2 separate regions of the Mus musculus genome follow, and region 1 is linked to region 2. Evidence: chromatin contacts called from public promoter capture Hi-C data. All regions are on one chromosome and are shown on one strand. The core of a region is the stretch at or near the end of the contact, and the rest is flanking DNA. Distances in the headings are between cores, read along the strand shown. Region 1 holds the start of Rab35 (RAB35, member RAS oncogene family). Region 2 holds the start of Ube3b (ubiquitin protein ligase E3B).

What was found. Promoter capture Hi-C pulls out the DNA fragments that hold promoters and counts their contacts.
Region 1: a contact with region 2 is called in a promoter capture Hi-C map of pre-B cells, with 8 times the contacts expected there. The contact joins the promoter of Rab35 here to the promoter of Ube3b in region 2. A contact is called at or near these places in 2 of 39 promoter capture datasets (liver and pre-B cells), 3 of 115 datasets of contacts at active chromatin or transcription factors (extraembryonic endoderm stem cells, microglia and thymic regulatory T cells) and 1 of 9 other capture datasets (liver).

Annotation. Positions count from the first base shown.
Region 1 is chr5:115,630,623-115,633,482 of GRCm38.p6, reverse strand. It overlaps Rab35 (RAB35, member RAS oncogene family), which reads right to left and starts at 1,496. Exons shown (of 6, transcript NM_198163.1): 1 at 1,285-1,496. The coding sequence starts at 1,336. 1110006O24Rik (RIKEN cDNA 1110006O24 gene) reads left to right here and starts at 1,667. Exons shown (of 1, transcript NR_027810.1): 1 at 1,667-2,434.
Region 2 is chr5:114,379,042-114,381,885 of GRCm38.p6, reverse strand. Ube3b (ubiquitin protein ligase E3B) reads right to left here and starts at 1,266. Exons shown (of 28, transcript NM_054093.3): 1 at 911-1,266. It overlaps Kctd10 (potassium channel tetramerisation domain containing 10), which reads left to right and starts at 1,381. Exons shown (of 7, transcript NM_026145.4): 1 at 1,381-1,460. The coding sequence starts at 1,458.

The DNA.
Region 1 (2,860 bases), core at 247-2,746, 1.3 Mb before region 2:
CTTCTCCCGTGAGACCAAAATCCACTTATTTCCATGTCCGTCTATGACAGCGTCAGCCAACAAGCCTATATCCTGAGTCTCAGGGGGGACACGGAGCTCTAGTTCCTTGACAATACACAGGCTCTACCACCAACTTGGCTGTCTCAAGTCACATGACCCTCTCTATCCCACACTCCAGTCTGATCTATAAACTTAGCTGCTCGCCAGCCTCCTTCCTAAAACATCACATATTCCTGGCACCTCAGCTAAGCTCCCCTAAACATCCTGGGCCTGCCTCCCTGAACTCACCATCACCCCACAGGACCTGGTCACCTGCCATACTCCAAACACCTCTAAAATGCTTCATCCTTGGCCAGAAACCAGTGTGACTCTCATTCACTGACCAAATGCATTTAAGCACTGGGTACCAGAAGCTGATCTATGAATCAGAGATGGCGCGGTACTGAAAGGTGTGTGGTGTGTGTGTGTTTGTGTACACAAAGCACTTAAAATATTGAATGAAGCACCCGGGTAAGAGAACAGCAAACACTGTCCACCTACTGTGTGCCAAACACTAGTCCCCTCATTAAGTGTGTGCTCACATCAGCCTTGGCAGGCAAATCTACCACTCCCATTCCACAGATGAGAACTGAACCTTGCTGAGACTTAGTAACAATTCTAAAGGAATGCGCTCATGGCTGTACCTGCCGCACCTCATCCAAGCGCACGGCAACCCGGAGACGGGTCCTGGAAATACCCCCATTTCACGGAGCGCTGAGTCTTCACAGGGCGACTCATGCTGCTAACACTGTGAGTTACTTAGAGGTTACTTTATGCCGGGTCAGGCGCTTTTCCCTACTTTCAGCTCACCGAATCATCCCACCGCTCAGCTTAACAAGTCCCCACTTCTCAGATGCAGGAACTGAGGCTCAAGGGAGGCGAGACAACTCGCCCAAGGTCACAGAGCGGCAAAAGCTTGCCTCCCCGGGACTCGAACCCGGCTCTCTCCAACTCCAGCGATCGCGCGACTTGACCAAGGTCACACGTGAGGCAGGAACGAGCGCCGGGGCCGTGCGTGCATCCCGCGCCCTCGGTGCCCCCCGCCCCGCCGAGGAGCCACCCCGGAGTCCCCTCGCTGCGGCCCCCCCGGGGCCTGCGACCCCGCCGAGCTCCGCGCCTCCCGCCCCGCGCGGGCCGCGCCTCCTCGCTCGCTCGCCCGCCCGCCCCGCTCGCCCGCCCGCCCCGAGGCCCCCGCGGGCCGCGCCCGGCAGGGCCCACACCGCCTCCGGCCCCTGCGGCCCTCACCGCTGTCGCCGATGATGAGCAGCTTGAAGAGGTGGTCGTAGTCCCGGGCCATGGCGGGCGGGGGCGGCGGGCGGGCGGGCGCGCGCGCGCGGGCGGGCAGGCGAGCTGGGCGGGCGGGGTCGGTCCTGGCCTCGCGATCCGCAGCTCCCTCCCGGCTGCTCCGGCAGCGGCGGATCCACTTCCCGAACAAACAGCCGGAACTGACAGAAACACCTCCCTCCGCTCCCCCACCTCCGCCTCCTCCTCCTCCTCCTCAGCAGCCGCCGCCGGTGCCGCCGCCTCCCTCCTTCCCGCCCCGCCCCGCCACTGCGCAGGCGCGGGGGCTGGAACCGCCTCTGCGCAGCCGCAGCCCCGGCCAGCCGCGCCCTCTCCGCGCACGCGCAGTGCGCTACGCTCGCCGGCCGAGGTCCGAGTGAGCTAGCGAGCGAGCGAGCGAGCGAGCGCCGTCGCTGCGGATCCCCGGGAGAACCGAACCGTTTAGCAGGGCCCGACGGAAGAGAGGTGACAACCGGCCGCAGGGCTGAAGCCTGGAGGTCAGCGCTGGGGAGGAAGTCGTCCCCCGAGCACCACGATCCCGGACGCCCGACCCCCTGGCGGAACGGGTAGCGGTTCCGGATTGGGATCCGTGGGGCGTATGCACCCTGCTCGCCAGCGCTTCTGCTCCTTCTGCCTCAGTTTTCCGGACGCAGCGCGGAGCCAGCCCCACGTTTTTTTCCAGTTGGAGCGGAAGCCCACCTGCCCGTCCCCGAGAGCTGTCGCTGCCATCGCCATCCTCCCTGCAGGTCTGCAGGGATTGCCCCATCCCTGTGGTTTTTTACTTTTTCCAGACAAGTTCTCAAGTATCCCAGGGTGGCTTCCTGACTCTCTCGAGTAGCCGAGGATAACCATATACTTCTGATCCCACCTGTACCTCCTGAGTCCTGTTTTAATGTGGTGCTGAGACTCGAACCCATGGCTTCGCAGATGCTAGGCAGACGCTTTTCGAGCTGAGCTCCACCCCCAGCCTCTTTGTCCCTGCTTCTTCTTGCCCTCCAGTGCTTTCCAGCCAAGCACCTGTTGGGGATACTGCCCACTCCTAATCTTTCCCCGTAAGAAGCAGTGCTAGTGTTTAAAACAAAACAACAACAAAATACAGACGCTTACTGAATTCAAAGTTGACATTAGTTTTCCTTTAAAGTTTCTTGGACAGCATGAAACACTTACTAGTCTAATGGATACATGTTTTCCCATACATTTCAGAGTATCTAAGCACCCATGTGCCTCTCGCAGTTCACCGGTATGCCGCCATCAATCATTTAACTGCCTCGTCACCACGTGGTACCCCCATCTGATGGTTGTACTATTCCTTAACAATTCCGCTGCTGGTAGATTTATGCAGTTCATAATTTTCTTGTTATTCAAGGTACTGCAGGTCCTTGAACAGCACACACAGTGTCTGATCTAGGCCTTGCTTGAACTCTTTATTTCCCTGAAGCAAGCCTGGTGATGTCAGATGAACACGAGCCTAGAATCATAAGATACTGGCTGAGGAGAGACGCTGGCTGTGTTGTGTTCTTGATTGAAAACTCCTGGGACT
Region 2 (2,844 bases), core at 17-2,516:
CAGACTGTGAAGTAAAAATAAACACAAGTTGCTGAGCGACTTTCTTTTATGGTAGAAGTCGCTAGTTTCCCAGGCCTAAGGGCCACCATCTAAGTGTAGACCATGTAACAGACATTGTAGATCTATTTAACTAGGCCTCCCTTTGGAAGCCTATCCTGTGAGGCTACAACACCCCAATTTTAAAAGCCTAAGATAAGACAACAGCTCTTAAAGAAACCATTAATAAGCCAAACTATTGCTCTTAGACAGCTACAGCCTATCCAGATGGGGAAACGAAATGCAGAGGGCACATAACTCGCCAGTGTCCTCACCCACCGTCCCTGACTTTGAATTCCCAAAGGAATTACTTATCGGCAAGTCAAAAAGGCAAGGTTCAGGAATCACACACACAGAAAGGCACCACAAAGAGAAGTTGAGAATGCCAGGCACCCTGTGAGGCTAGCTAGGCTTAAGTCAAAATACGATCCAGTTTTTCCAGCTTTTGATCAAGAGCCGTCAGGAACCACACTAAAACGTATTCTAAAATAATCTCCGTAAAACAATCTAATTACTCTATTTACAGAGGAGGAAACTGAGGGTCAGAGATGGGACTAGATTCACCCAAGGTCACACAGCGAGCGACAGCACTGGGCTCGAATTCCACTTGGGGTGATCCGGAGGCCCGACGCCTCTCACAGGCACCGACATCAACAACCACAAGAACAAGTCCGTCTCGCCCACAATCAGTTGGCTGGCAAGGCCAGTCGCCTCGGCACGGAAATCAATGGAAGGGGGACAAGGAGATCCCCGAAGCCCGCAAGCCAGTCCCTCCTCCGACTTCACTCAAACCAAGACTCGGCCCCCCAGATAGCCTCCCTCCGTCCCTGGCCCCGCCGCCCAGAGAAGCGCCCATCCTGTCCCCACTCGCTACCCGCAGTCCGGAGATCTTTATCCGTTCGAGGCCCCGCACTCGGGGTCCGGGCCGCAGCGACCGCCGCCTTAGCCCGATCCCCCCGAGGTCCGCCAGCCCCGGGGCAGCGGCCGAAGCCCGGCCGCCATCTTGCCCCGGGTGTTGTGCTCCGAACACCTCTTGGGAAGCAAGCAATTATTCAGTTCCGGGAAACAACAGTTCCGCACTGCTTCTTTGCCCATGGAGGAGGTGAGGACTCCTTTCCTCTTGTCATCTTCTTTAGCAGACGGAAAGGAGAAACAAACATCCAGAAGTGGGACTAAACGCCTGACTCGGCCAAGGGGAGGCGGGAACGGTTGATAAAAAGAGTTCCCCCCATCTAGGGCTTACGGGGGTGGGGGGTGGGGGGGAACGCTTTAAGAAGAGTCCCTCTGCGGGGCGGAAGTGGGGTGTGGACGGACGCCGGAAGTGCCCGCCCCGGCCCCGCCTCCGCCCCCTGCATTGAGCGAGCTGGGTGTTTCCTGCCTCTCAGTCCGGATTTGGAGACTCCGGCGTCCTCCGACTTTTCATGGTGAGGGCGGTGGCCGCCGTCGGGGAGCTTCGGGGCGGGCGAGGGTGGCGACGAGGCTGAGCGGGAGCGGTGGGGCGCTGAGTAGCGCGTGCGGGCGAGGTCCGGAGCGGGGGAAGGGCTTCAAATGAAAGGAGCCGTGGTCGGGGTGGTGGTGGTGGGGATCTGCGAAGGGGCGGCTGGTCCTGCGGGCGGTGGTGGCGCTGGGCGGCGAGCCTGGAGTGCTGATGGGCGATGGGACGTGGGAGATCGTCGGGACAAAGAGACGGCGGCGGAGGCATCGAGACCGACGCTCGGGGTGGGGAACGAACGAGGGTTCGAGGGCGTGTGGAGAGGGGCGAGCGTGTACCCTTGGAATCGAGCAAAGTCTGGCCTCTGGGAGGCTGTGCCTTGAGTAAGGTGGGGTTCCAGGCAAGAGAGGGAGGGGGCGTCTCTGAACCCACAAGTCTGGAGCGAGATGACTGGTAACAGTAATTCTAAGGAGACATGTCTGAGGTCGGGGTACCCTGACCACAGAGTCTGGCCTCAAGTGGCACCTGGATACCTACCTAATCACTTCCCTTGAGGCCCTAGGTGACCACACCTCGGGAGTCCCAGGATGTCAGCTGTTGCTGTCTGCGTTATGGGATGGTTTCGGTTTACTTGAGATTCTCTAGGGTCTGTCCCTTGAATGGTTCTTTGTCCTTGGGTGGGGATGGGGGGCGGGTGGACTATTAACCCAGGTCTTCTTTGTCTGCCACTCACTCACAAGATCAGTCCCAAACTGAAGACAGATGACTCGGCCTGTGTCTGGCTTTGGTCAAGCTCTATTTGGTATAAAACAAGAGACACACACATTGGTAGAAGGCGGCCAGCAGCACCGGTAGACCACCAACTGGTCCCCTGGGGCTAACCTGGGAACTAGTTAACAACAGGATAGTCTGGGCTCACCGATGTATTTTTACAGTCTCTGTGTGTCACTAAGGATTTGGGCTGTGAAATGGAGGGCGTTTGAAACCAGATTCTAATACCTAGCTTCCCTAGTAAGCAGGATTGACAACATCCTCATTGAGACTGTTTGGAGAAGTTCTCAAAAGCAGGAGAACTGGGGGGGGGGGGGTGACTATCCTAGAAAAAAGTGTGGGGCTTTAGTTTTTGGCCTCCTTTAACTTCGTTTGCTTCACGCAGTAGCCCTGTAGCAGAGACCTCAGGTTAGTTTAGCCTCCTTGCATAATACCCCTTAAGCAACCCGCCCGGAAGAGCTCCCTTCAGATCTCCAAGGCTACTAGATAAACAGATTGTCTAATCCTCCTTTGTATCGGAATCACCTGAAAGAGCCTTTTAATCCCAAATTGCAGGCAGCAGCACTCCTTGCTGGCCTGGGGTCTCCGCCCAGGCAGGCAGGCAG